2 separate regions of the Hordeum vulgare genome follow, and region 2 is linked to region 1. A link is a contact called in public Hi-C data. All regions are on one chromosome and are shown on one strand. The core of a region is the stretch at or near the end of the contact, and the rest is flanking DNA. Distances in the headings are between cores, read along the strand shown. Region 1 holds the start of LOC123407866 (phosphopantothenoylcysteine decarboxylase-like). Region 2 holds the start of LOC123410972 (G-protein coupled receptor 1).

Region 1 (6,345 bases), core at 711-3,210:
ATATGAAGGTGGATTGGGTTTTAAAGACATTGAACTATTTAACCTCGCCTTACTTGCTAGACAAGCTTGGCGCCTGCTCAAGGCTCCGGAATCCTTAAGTGGTAGGATCCTAAAGGCACGATACTACCCCTCCACATGCTTCCTGGAGTCTAAGCTTGGAAATAACACATCACAAATATGGCGTGCAATCATCGAAGGGAAGGAGATTCTCAAGTTAGGACTGATCAAACGGATCGGGGACGGCTCAACCACAGAGATATGGAACCAAAACTGGCTCCCTAAAGAAGCTTCCATGCAACCTATTGCATGTCTTACGGCCCAACGCCCTACCATGGTTGCCGAGCTTATCGATCACACATAAGCCAGGTGGAAGCTTGAGTTGATCACCTCAACTTTTCTACCGATTGATGCTGACGTGATTCTCAACATCCCTCTAAGCACCAGACACTGAAGATTTCTGGTCATGGTCCCAGGATAAGAAAGGTTTGTTTTCCGTCAAGTCTTGTTATCGCATGCTTATTACTACCAAGCTCCGAAGGGAGGCCTGGCTCGAAGGCAATGGCGGCCCGGCGGACGTCAACAGAGAGAGGAAATGTTGGGATGAGATGTGGCGAATCCAGGTCCCTTCGAAAATCAAGATCTTCTTGTGGAGATTGGCCCAGACCTCTCTACCGACAGCAGACGTTCGACACCACCGCAATATGGCACCCTCCCGGGCATGCAATATGCGGGGCAGAGGACTCTTGGATCCACTCCCTGCTTACATGCACTATGGCTCGCTGTGTCTGGGTACTACACAATTCAGAGCTAGTGGAGCACATGTTGGCTACTGCGGAACCAGACGCGAAGTCTTGGCTATTCTCCATGATATCATCAGTTTGTGCGACCGAGATGACCAAGATCACGATAACACTCTGGGCGATCTGGTTCGCCCGACGCAAGCTTATTCATGAAGGAGAGCATCAAAGTCCAGGAGCTACACTAGCCTTCGTCAACCGCTATATAGCAGAGTTGGAACTGAACAAGGCAACATCAACATCAAATCCTAAACCAGTTCACTCCAATACTCGACGATGGATCAAGCCCCCTGCGGGTTGGACAAAGATCAATGTCGACGGTGCAGTTTGCAAGGCTCCTCCTATAGGAGCGATCAGTGCAGTCTGCAGGGACGAACAGGGAGCTTACCTGGGCTCATCAGCCGTCGTCTTCCACGGTTTAACTGATCCTCTAATTTTGAAAACCCTTGCTTGCTGTGAAGCTCAATCTTTGGGACGAGACTTATTACTGCAGAAGGTTGCCGTGGCTTTTGATTGTCTGAATGCTATTCAAGAAATCAACTCGGGATCTGAAGGAATAACCGGCCCTATTATTAAGGAAATATCTGATGGAAGGAGTGACTTTCAATATATATCGTTTACCCATGAAGGAAGATTATCCAACATGGAAGCTCATCACTTAGCTCGATATGCTCTGCATTTAGGGGAGGGACGCCATGTGTGGCTTCTCGAACTCTTTGATACTACTATTATACCTGTAATCCGCAATAGTGATCAATAAAACAGTTTTTCATCCCTTAAAAAAAAGACAAGAAAACGGGGCCATAACGAGAAAACCAGATTGAATGAACCGAAAGGATTGCTTAGCGAGAGAAAATCATGTTTAAATTCGAAAAAATCGTCAGCTGACGTCAGCTGATTGAGACATAACTATGTCTCAGCCGGCTGAGTCCCAGGCGATCCCGTTTTCTAATCATTCTTTCACAACCTCTACTCAACATATTTCAACTTATATTTGTTTTTAGTAGGATATTTTTGTTTTACGACCCAGTCCTGGTAAAAGAGGGCCGAAGCACCAATCCGTAGGGGAGCAGGATTTCGGCCTGGAAGGCCCAGCACCGGACCAGCGATGCCCCTGACCAAGTGAGAAGTGACCAGCCCAAGTCCCGACGCTCCCCAGCGGCCAGCGCCTCCAGTCGCTCCCCAATTCCCTCCGCCCGCGGCGCGCCGCTCCGGGCAGCCTCGGTCGCCGCCGCCGCCGCCGCTGCCTCCACCTACCGCCGGCCGACGACGCCCTTCGAACCTACCGCCTCCGCCGCCATCTTCAACCGCTTATTTGCCTGCGCTCCTACCAGATCGCCTCTGAGGTGAGTAGATCGTGGACTCTGAATCTGCGATGCTGCTGTGGTCGCAGTAATTTGTGAGGGACGGACCCATTAAGTTGCTGCCGGAATAGCTAATCTCTTTTTGGATTTGTTTCCTGTGGCCTCCATGCTTATACAGAATACTAGTGCCTTTTCGTCCCCAGATACGGGAGTAGTGGATTTCAGGCAAAATGTTAGGCTATATGTTGATTCTCTTCATGTGGTTTCGAAATGCAAGTTACGTTTGAGGGCAGCGATTTGGATCTGTTTCATGTGTCCTCCATGCTTACAGAGAATCATAGGGGAGTTATGCCCAGACTAGTGGCTTTTCGTCCCTAAAAAAACGCCAGTGGCTTTTCTGATGCAGTTTCCATACAAATGTTAAGTTATAGTATATGCCTCATAGGTTTGCAAAATGCAAGTTACATTAGATATTTTGATGGCATGAATTTCGTGTGTGATTTGACACAAAAGGCAGCAATCGCTGTTGGTGTGCAACAGAAATCGGTCGACCGCCAAAGGGTCTCAGGGCAGAGAAGGAAGCGAAGCGGGCTGATCCAGTGCCTTAGTTCTTCCTTTGACGTATTGAGTTCACAGTCGATCTATCAATCCTTACATAATCGTGTCAGACTGCCAGCCACTTTTGCTATGATATGTATTATATTTTGGTTGCAATCTAGGGAGACTTCTTAGTTCTTATATGTAAGGTAAACACTCAGCAGCCAAACTTTTACACTATGCATAGTAAGTTTAACATAGTTCGGACATAAGCATAGTTCTGCACATCTGAAGTAGTGCCGAAAATTAAAGCGTTAGACCTTCTATGATTTAACAGATTTTACTTGAGCAAGTAAATTTGGATCAAGCAGTTAAACAAAAAAATTATTTTAGTACAAAATACTTAAGCATGAATGCCTGGTTTTACTTGAATTCATTAGATTGTTTTGCTGTTCTCCAAAGGAAAAGTAAGTTATTGTCGGATATCCAAAGGCTTTGCTAGATACAGTATATCCTTCCTAAGATCAGGTGGAGATCACCATCCCGGAATGTGAATTATTACCCAAGGTGAACTATCAAGAAACAATCCGGTCCTGATCTGATCTGTCAGGACATATCGACCATGTTTTCGGTGGGATGACTTCTGTGGTAACTTGGCACAGTGATCGTGGCTGTGCAATAACAACCACCACAACTTTGATAGTCTTGGTTACCTTTGCTTAGTTTTGGTGACCAGAATTCCTTATTAATTTTGGGCACTTGAATCATACTAAAAATATCTTTGATGGTTTCATGCCATTTATACATGATTGACTTGATGAGAGCACGGAAATTCCAGCATCTCCAGCAACCATCAAGAGTCAACTAAACTCAGCCAAATTCTGCAAATTGTAGAAAAGGCCAAATTGTTAAGTATGGCTACTAGCATTGGAGCCGAAATGCCAATGACAAAATTGTACTGTAGAAAGGAAACAACAAGTTCCATCCGCATGGTGTTCTCGTGTGTGAAAAATAACCCAGGAAATGCTAGATGCAACTTCCTTATTTGGACATGAGCTACTGAAGTAGCTGAAACGTGGTTGCGTTGGATTTAATTTATTTCGTAATGTAAATCTGGGAAATTAAACAATTATCATACTGGAACTTGTGAATGCATGTACACGTTTGGTCTTCAGATACATAATGTGTGCTATATTGATAGTAACATCAGGTATCAGATTATTTGTTTGATTATCTCATATTGCCTTTCCATTCCAGTGTCTAGTGTCTACTTCTCTCAAATGAACATTTGACCCTATTAGAAGATGTAATTGATAAATTAGAGCCATTAGTTATGTTTTTATGGATGTTAATGTTTTCCCTCATGCAGTGCAACCAAACTGCACCTTAGTTGGAGTGTTGAACTGATAACACTTGATTTCTGTGTTGATGATAATGGATGCAGACGTATTATTCTCTGAGCGGTACTACTAGATAAATTTCAGGGACACTTGAATTCTGGGACAACATAAATATTGTTTGCTTCTTTGGAACGATTTTTCTTCTTGATTTTCTTTATTTTGTTTCCAGAATATGCACCGTGGATCATGTTTTCCTGTATCACCATAAATCCTCTGAACGCCTGTAATTCAAATGCAGTTGAGGGCTCCAAGTGAAGCAGATGGCTACATCAGAACCGGTACAGCAAAGCTGGGAGCTGGAATCCAGCAGGCCTCGGGTCCTCCTTGCTGCGTCAGGGAGTGTAGCTGCTATAAAATTCGAGAGCCTCTGCCGTATCTTCTCCGAGTGGGCGGAAGTCCGAGCTGTGGCGACCAAGTCAGCATTGCACTTTGTTGACAGATCATCTCTGCCAAGCGACGTCGTCCTTTACACTGATGATGATGAGTGGTCTACCTGGACAAAGATAGGAGACGAGGTTCTGCACATAGAGCTGCGAAAGTGGGCAGACATCATGGTGATCGCCCCCTTATCAGCAAACACTCTGGCCAAGGTCTGTTGTCTCTTGTTCCATGAACCTCTGTATTCAATGCCGTGTCCCTGTTCAGTTAAGAGACCATCAAGCTGCTCTTGTTCCAGCACAGGCTGACATTTCGTTAGCTTTGCAGATCGCCGGCGGGTTATGCGACAACCTCCTGACGTGCATTATCCGAGCGTGGGACTACAAGAAGCCGATCTTCGCCGCGCCAGCCATGAACACCTTCATGTGGAACAACCCATTCACGGCGCGCCACATCGAGACCATGAACCAACTGGGCATCTCCCTGGTCCCGCCCACCACGAAACGGCTGGCCTGCGGCGACTACGGGAACGGCGCGATGGCTGAGCCCTCGCAGATCCACACGACTGTGAGGCTCGCGTGCAAGTCGCAGACGTTTGGCACGGGCATTTCGCCCGCGCACCCTTCCAGCGGCCACCCCGTCTAGCCGATGCGGTGATGGTCACTATGTTCAGGTGGTCTAGTACTCGAGGTTTTTCTATGCCGCCCACATCATCAGGGTTTGAGAAAGTGAAGGGTATCACCAGGTGTTCTGTTCATCGGTGGTGTCTGTATTAACCGAAGTATCGTACCTGTGGGATATGGATCAGCTTATTTGTTATGTGGTAGTAGACGTTAGGGCGTAGACGTAGAGATTGGGGAATTGCTGTTGCTCCAGCTATAAATAATGTTGTTCTGAATTCTGCTGTGATGGTTTGCAAATAGCTCTTGCTGGGTCTCTCACCAGGTGTCAGCAAGAAGCGGAATTCTTTTCCGAAACGGAGGCGAAAAATTTGCCTGCTTCATCGATTGATTAAGGAGAAGCAGAATTCGCTTTCCCCATCGTTGTGGTTGGACACTGTCAGGATCGGAGCATTGTGCGAACCTGACGTGGCGCGGGTAAGTGCTCCGGTGAATCGGAACCTGTGACTGGGCAACAGGATAAGGTAAGTCCAAAAGCCAGATAAGCATCTGCTTGGGGATGCCAATTCAGTCCAGTCACCGTCCCGGCCTTGTTGCCACCAGCAGTAACAGGGACGTCTTGGTTTCGTAGCCCCCACGAGGCCGCAATGTTTGTGGTAGAGAGATGAATGGTTGGTGCGGTGTTGACTCGTCTGGATGAATGGATAATCGTGCCTGTTTTAGCACGTCAGAATTTCGTGTTTTTTACTAGTAGATGAAACTCCGAGAAACTGCAGTGAAGAGGCGATAATGAAATTATTTATAGTTGGAATGTTTCAACCAAAATCCGTGAAAGAGAGAGAGAGGGGGGCCTTTGAGGTGCTTTGCGGCGTAGAAAATTCCGAATCGCTACTAAAGGGTGAGCCTGATAAATCCTCCAAAATAAAATAAAAAGTAGCCGTCGCCTTTTCATCTTTACACGGCGAAAGCGCATTACATGGACACTTTCACTGCCTCAAAGGCTCAAACCAGGTACTCCCTCCATTTCGATATATAAATTATCTTAGGTTGTGCACTGTGATTAAGATGAAGAGAAAAACGAAAGATATAAATGCTAATTTTCTTATGGACCGTGATCAAGATGAAGAGAAAAACGAAAGAAATAAATGCTAATTTTCTAATTAATATCATTACATGTAATGAATTGACCACTTTATGTTATGCTAGTTAGTCTCAAGTCATTAAAAACATATACGTCTCACGTCTTTTATTGATTAATTTCTTTATTCATGTCAAAAAACAAGAAACAAGGTGAAAATTAATGCACCGC
Region 2 (5,839 bases), core at 1,569-4,068, 140 kb before region 1:
CCCTCAATAGTCAATATACAAGAGAAAACAGTTAACAGAACGTGTGTTGTATGCATACCCGTGTCGCATTGTTCAACATGCGGTTTACTTGATAGTACGTAAACCCATTGTAGAGAATGGCACCCCAAAGTGGAAGGTAAAAGGTAATCAAGTGTAAGATCTGCAAGTAAAGGGCATTCTAGTGAAGGAATTGCTAAGAAGTTGATACAATGAAAACATTTCTACATCTCAGGGACTGAGTGAAGACCATAAAACTGGACTGTCAATATATTGCAATGTCTTTGAAAGTCTGAAGGTAGTCCAAGCAAGCTATGTCACAAATCCATATAAATGGTGAATGACAGTTTGAACAGTTTGGTAACAGCTCTGGATGATGTACAAATGCTACATGGAAACAGTAGAATTCAGGAAGATAACTATTTGAGCTGTTCTTTGGAATTACAAATAATATAAGAAAAAATAGGATCAAATGTATCTTAGTTTAAGCAACAGGAGTGTGTACAACCAAATTAACAAGCTCTTAATAAAAGAGAAAGATGTACCTTTCCCATGCTTCCCTGCTGGATCCAACACCAGGTCCCTGGCCTTCCGTAATCACTTCCTATTGAACGTAATACAGTTGTAACTAGTGAAGTTCCTGGAATCAACAGAAGGAGGCTCTCTGTTTAAAGCAACCCATATACACATAATGTGAACTAGGCCGAAAATATAATAAAGAGAAATGGATGTTTTGAGCACAGTGATCATCTGCAACGAAGCACCTGGGGCGGTAAACTCAGATGATGCATAGACAAAATCTGCAGCACAAGTTACTAACATGGCTGGTTACCAGTTACAACTATATGATGCCAGCAAATGCAATCACTAGTACTCATTTTCGAGATAAATAGGCAGGAGCATCTGATTGGACAAACAACAGAAATTGGAACTGGCATAGGCAGGGTTGAAAATAGCAACACAAAAAAGGGGTTACATACGTACGCGGTATATAAATGTTGCCATTAGATATAGCAACCTGAATATTAAGAGATACAAAGCCTGATGCATCCAACACAGCTGACAGCTATGTCGTCTGAAAATTTCCATATTCATCGGCAAATTAGCTACACCTAGATGAGTGATGAAACAGCTATGAATTTGTGAAGCTTTAAAAAATGTAATCTATTCAAAGCATGCTTTTTAACTGGTTGGACAGGTCGCTGCAAGTAATTTGGAAACATAAAGAAAGCAGATAAGTGCCAAAGTGGTGAACAACATACATACCCCATACATACAAGTGGAAAATGAATCCAAACTCCTCAACATCAGTTTTGTGCTTGACAACCGTGCGATGAAGAGTGAATGCTATAGTGGTTGTCCATAGAAAAGAAGCCACACAGAAGAAATGTGCACTGTAGTCATGCGCAAAGCAATAGAATGCATTTGCTGGGCCCCTGCAACATCATATAACAAATTCACTAAATTAATCTGCCACAAACCGAGCAATCAAGCTGCATGGAAAATATCATTGTAAAATACGGAAGAGAAAAAAGAACAGTCTGTTTTGTTCTAGCAGAAAAAAGTGCTATACATTCCGTTTACATTCCTCCTATTGATAATTGTAGGGAAATATCATATATATGCTACCCATGATAAAATGTTGATGTGGATATAATCAGAAAGACAGGAAGCAACTGCGTTCATCAGAGAGTATATTAAAATTATACAGACAGCAACATACCCCATTATAGTAAATAAGCTGCAAAGCATATCCTGCAATTCAAGTGAACACTGTCAGAAAACTAAAGCATATACAGTAGCTAAAGCAATGAAGAAAGTTTGCTTCACATAATGCTTTCACTAGTATAGGCGGAGCACCTTGACTGGACATGTATTTCCTTTTTCTAAGAAATATTCCGCATTATATTGTCGAAATAAAAATGGGCAGATGCTCATCATTCCACTGGTTACAATTCTCAACAAAAATAAATAAAATAGAGCTAGGGGGCAATGTGATCTCTTGCAAATGAACAATTTAAGAAATGCCTATTGGATGCCCGGTTTTTCCGCATTCAAGTATATATGTGAAAGACATCCTACCGCTTAGCTTCATTAAACTGGAGCGGCCCATGTGGGAATGGCAACAGGTCACATGATCTCAATTATCTTCAGTTCATCTTATAATAAAAACAAGTGTTAAGTTGATCAACAATTCAAGCTAATCATAATATAAGACATGCTTAGCGTCGTGCCACAGCTACTGCAGCTACTAAACCATCGTGAGAATGAATCTATGATGGCCCCAACTGGCAGAAATAAGCATCATGGGTAAAAATTCGACGCACATTTCTGAAGATCCCGGCCCTTACTACTTCCCGCACCAAACCATTGTGTGCAAACTAACGACACGAGGCATCAAAATTGCTCAATTACAGGCCAAAACTATCAAACCACTGCTCGCAGATCGCGGCACAAGCCCCGAATTCCAAGCCGCGGCCACGCCAGATCACGCAATCAGCATCCCAGACCCAGGAAAACAGGAAAGCGAGGCTCTCAGATCCGATGCTCTCACCGCGACGGCGAGGAAGTAGACGAGCTTGAAGGAGAACTTGCGGAGCTCGCGGAAGAGGAGGTAGCAGAGCACGATGAAGGAGGAGCCGGCGAGCGAGAGCGCCGCCGCGGTGGTGCCCACGGCGTCGAGGATCTCGCGGTTCCTCATGGACTGGCTCGCCGCCGCCGACGCCGCCAGGGCCGACGCTGCCATCGCGTCGCCGTCGCCGGCGATCTCTGCGGTGGTGGTGGTGGGGGGTGGGGAGGACAGAAGTGGCGCAGAGGAGAACGGCCGGTGAAAGTCGTTGGCTGTTGGGTTGGGTTGGGTTGGGGCCGAGTGCCTTCGTCGCGAAGGCGTGGCTTCGTTGGGCCTCCCGATGGGAGTTCTGGGCTGGGATTGGGTTATACTTGTCAGTTGTGCTTTACATCCAGCCCAATATAAGCCCCAGTTTGACTTGGACGAATTTAGACTGTAAAAAAAAAAGGCTGTAAAATAGTTTGTTTTTTCAGGGAAAGGAGTAATAAAAACCAAAAGTTAGGACGAGGTTGTACGGAACTGTTTTTTAATGTTTATAATTTTCAAAACGAAATGTACGTTCTTTTAAATTATGTGTAATTATTTAGTGTCAAAACAAACATGTACATTTCTCTTTTATTACTTCATTCTCTGTCTCTCAGAGAAGATATGCCTTATTACCTGAGGATGAACTACACTAGAATTCTAGAATTTCTTTATTTGTCAGTCTAGTTCATTTAGGTTCTCAAACTTTGATGATTTCTGAGTGGTTCACTAGAATATGCTCTGTTTGTGGCAAAGTAAAATGATTTGTCGATTCTAACTCCACCTTGACGAATATTTTCCACCACCTTGAGTTCATTCATGTGTCAAACTTCCATGTACATTGGACTTGAGATACGCCATGAGCACCACTGCTACTCCCAGACTTCATGTGACTCCACCTGCAACTGTAGTCCCTTCTCGTCTTCTTTGTAGTCAACCCTCGAGCAAAGTTAAGTTCCTTATTACTCTACTTTGTGCTTCCAACTTCCGGAGTATCCATTCAACGTCATCACACACTGATCAATGACCTGCGTGAAAGTAAACAACCCACATATTGAATGCCACATATAAGAATTACTTGAACTCAACATCCTTGCTCTTTCTTGACCGTCCGTATGAAACTTGAAGGAATTTCATGGTCGCCTTGTATCACCCCGAGTCTAATTCGCAGTTATCTCATCCTTTTCCCGAATAGTCTCTGACATGTCCCACAGCTATAGCACTCCGCCTCCTTCAGTACTTGTCATCCGCACTTTGCCATGTGCATTGAACCCCACAAAATATACGGCCATGTACTCTCTCCGCTTGTGACAATTCAAACTTTTTGTCACTTTCTCAGATTCTCCATGGTAAATTCCCGTCCATCAAGCCGGCACCGATAGACCCAATCACCAACTTGAATCCGATACTCACCAACACTGCTTCAGCACCCTTTTCACAACTTTTCTGACCACATGTCTGACCAGTAGTGTCTTGGTCTGTCGCTGTGTCCCGTGCTTACCGCACGCCTCGCCGCTATCACCGCGTCGAGCATCTGCTGTCCTGGTCGAGTCTCTAGGGCTGCAGACCCACACCACTCAAACCCTCTACTGCAGAGAACCATCAATCATTACCGACCAATGCCGAGTATCACGTCTACATCAGACCACTGGTACCCTATCTGATCCGCGCGTCTCTCACTATCCCACTGAAATAGGCTACGATTCTCCGAATTCTTACGCCGTAGCCCCTCCATCAACACAGAGTGAAGTCTTCCGCTAGACTCCAACTCCACCTTCAACATGACTCCATGTAGCTGACCATGCTACCCCACGCCCTGTCGACTTCAACCTCTCATGTGTACACAGCCTTGAATCAACCGTGCGCCATAGTCCGTCGAAGCCACACAAGTTCTCAGACCTGCGCCGCGTGTTTTCACGCCCCAGAAGTCGGCTTCTCAGAACCACGTGCTCTTGTAGGCTGTAGATTCATTGGTCTTTTCTATCTCTTTCTCCTGATGGTTAGCACCAATCTGTTACGTAGCTTCCTTTTTTTTTTCTTTGCATACATGCTTGAAGCTCTTTAGCAAACTAGACCCAAAGAAGAAAAATTATCCGTGCAAAAACTTGATCACGCTGGATCCTTTCTCTACGCAACTTCTTCTTCTCTACTTTCCATGTTATTAGCTTCTCCAGGTACCATACTTTTTTCTTTAACAAATCTACCATCCTACTGCTCGTACGAACACATGCATCCAAACCCGTCTGCTGCTCCGTTGAACTGCACAACCCAACGTAGTAAAGGCACACGTTGCTCCCTTGTGCGCGACGCACGTGCAGAGGCACGCCTCGACTTCCAACTATGTTAGCTCCCAAACAGCAGCCCGCGGCCCCGGCCTTTCCCACCAGGATGCTGTGCCATGCTCGGCACCAAGCGCGTGGATTGCGTCCGCTAATACCAGTGTTTCCGATCCACATGCGTTAACAGGCCCAACCGAAAAGCAACACCAACTTATGACAGGCGACTAGCCTGTTAGGAGGGGACACCTTCATCCTTATAAGTCGTGTTATCTCTCCTTTCACAAATGATGTGGGACTAAACCCAACAAACAATAACTGAATGCTCATGTGACATTACAATCAGAGACGAAGAATAAAGGTAAGGCGATTCCAGCACAACAAAATACTTTTCAACATGTTATCTTGTTTTAAATTATATTTGGAATTATTTGACCTTTTGTAAGTCTTAGCTCCGTTCATTTTTCAAGAAAAGTCTTGGTGATTCTAAGAGGGAGCTTTTTCTGGCAGCATTATTTGCATGGCCCATTCCACCCTAGCTAGCTGTCCTTCCTAGAACGACCTACATTTTTTGTAACGAATTTTGTCAACTCCGTTATATTTAACCCTTAATTTGAATCGATCACAATGAACTCCACCGTGCCCTCAGCAATGAATCGATCACAATGATCTGGGCAATTTCATTCAATAGCTCGACATGCTCCAGCAGCCCATGGACTGGGCTCAATCAGCAGCTTGCGCACATCTTTAACAGAAATGAACAGGTCATATCTAGTACAAGTCAATGACCATCAGCTCGTCCGCCCATGATTAGGCTAGCTCGGAATCTTAGTTTAGCTCGGGCCGTCGGTCGCATAGCCAAGATTTGTTTATCCTGACGCATTATCGAGCTTATCTTGCAGCAAGCAGCTAGCTTAGCAGGCGAGCTCGATCGCAATAGCTTAATCACAGTGCTTTTGTCTCGCAGTGCCAT

The links. Hi-C and Micro-C count contacts between places; a contact is called where the count stands out from the background.
Region 2: a Hi-C map of leaf shows a contact between it and region 1, with 4 times the contacts expected there. The contact joins the promoter of LOC123410972 here to the promoter of LOC123407866 in region 1. A contact is called at or near these places in 2 of 6 Hi-C or Micro-C datasets (leaf and seedling).

Annotation. Positions count from the first base shown.
Region 1 is chr7H:68,945,496-68,951,840 of MorexV3_pseudomolecules_assembly, reverse strand. LOC123407866 (phosphopantothenoylcysteine decarboxylase-like) reads left to right here and starts at 1,960. Exons shown (of 3, transcript XM_045101102.1): 1 at 1,960-2,143; 2 at 4,277-4,628; 3 at 4,744-5,314. The coding sequence starts at 4,299. The coding sequence ends at 5,061.
Region 2 is chr7H:69,085,160-69,090,998 of MorexV3_pseudomolecules_assembly, reverse strand. It overlaps LOC123410972 (G-protein coupled receptor 1), which reads right to left and starts at 2,818. Exons shown (of 9, transcript XM_045103889.1): 1 at 2,552-2,818; 2 at 1,721-1,752; 3 at 1,264-1,433; 4 at 543-637; 5 at 59-160. The coding sequence starts at 2,743.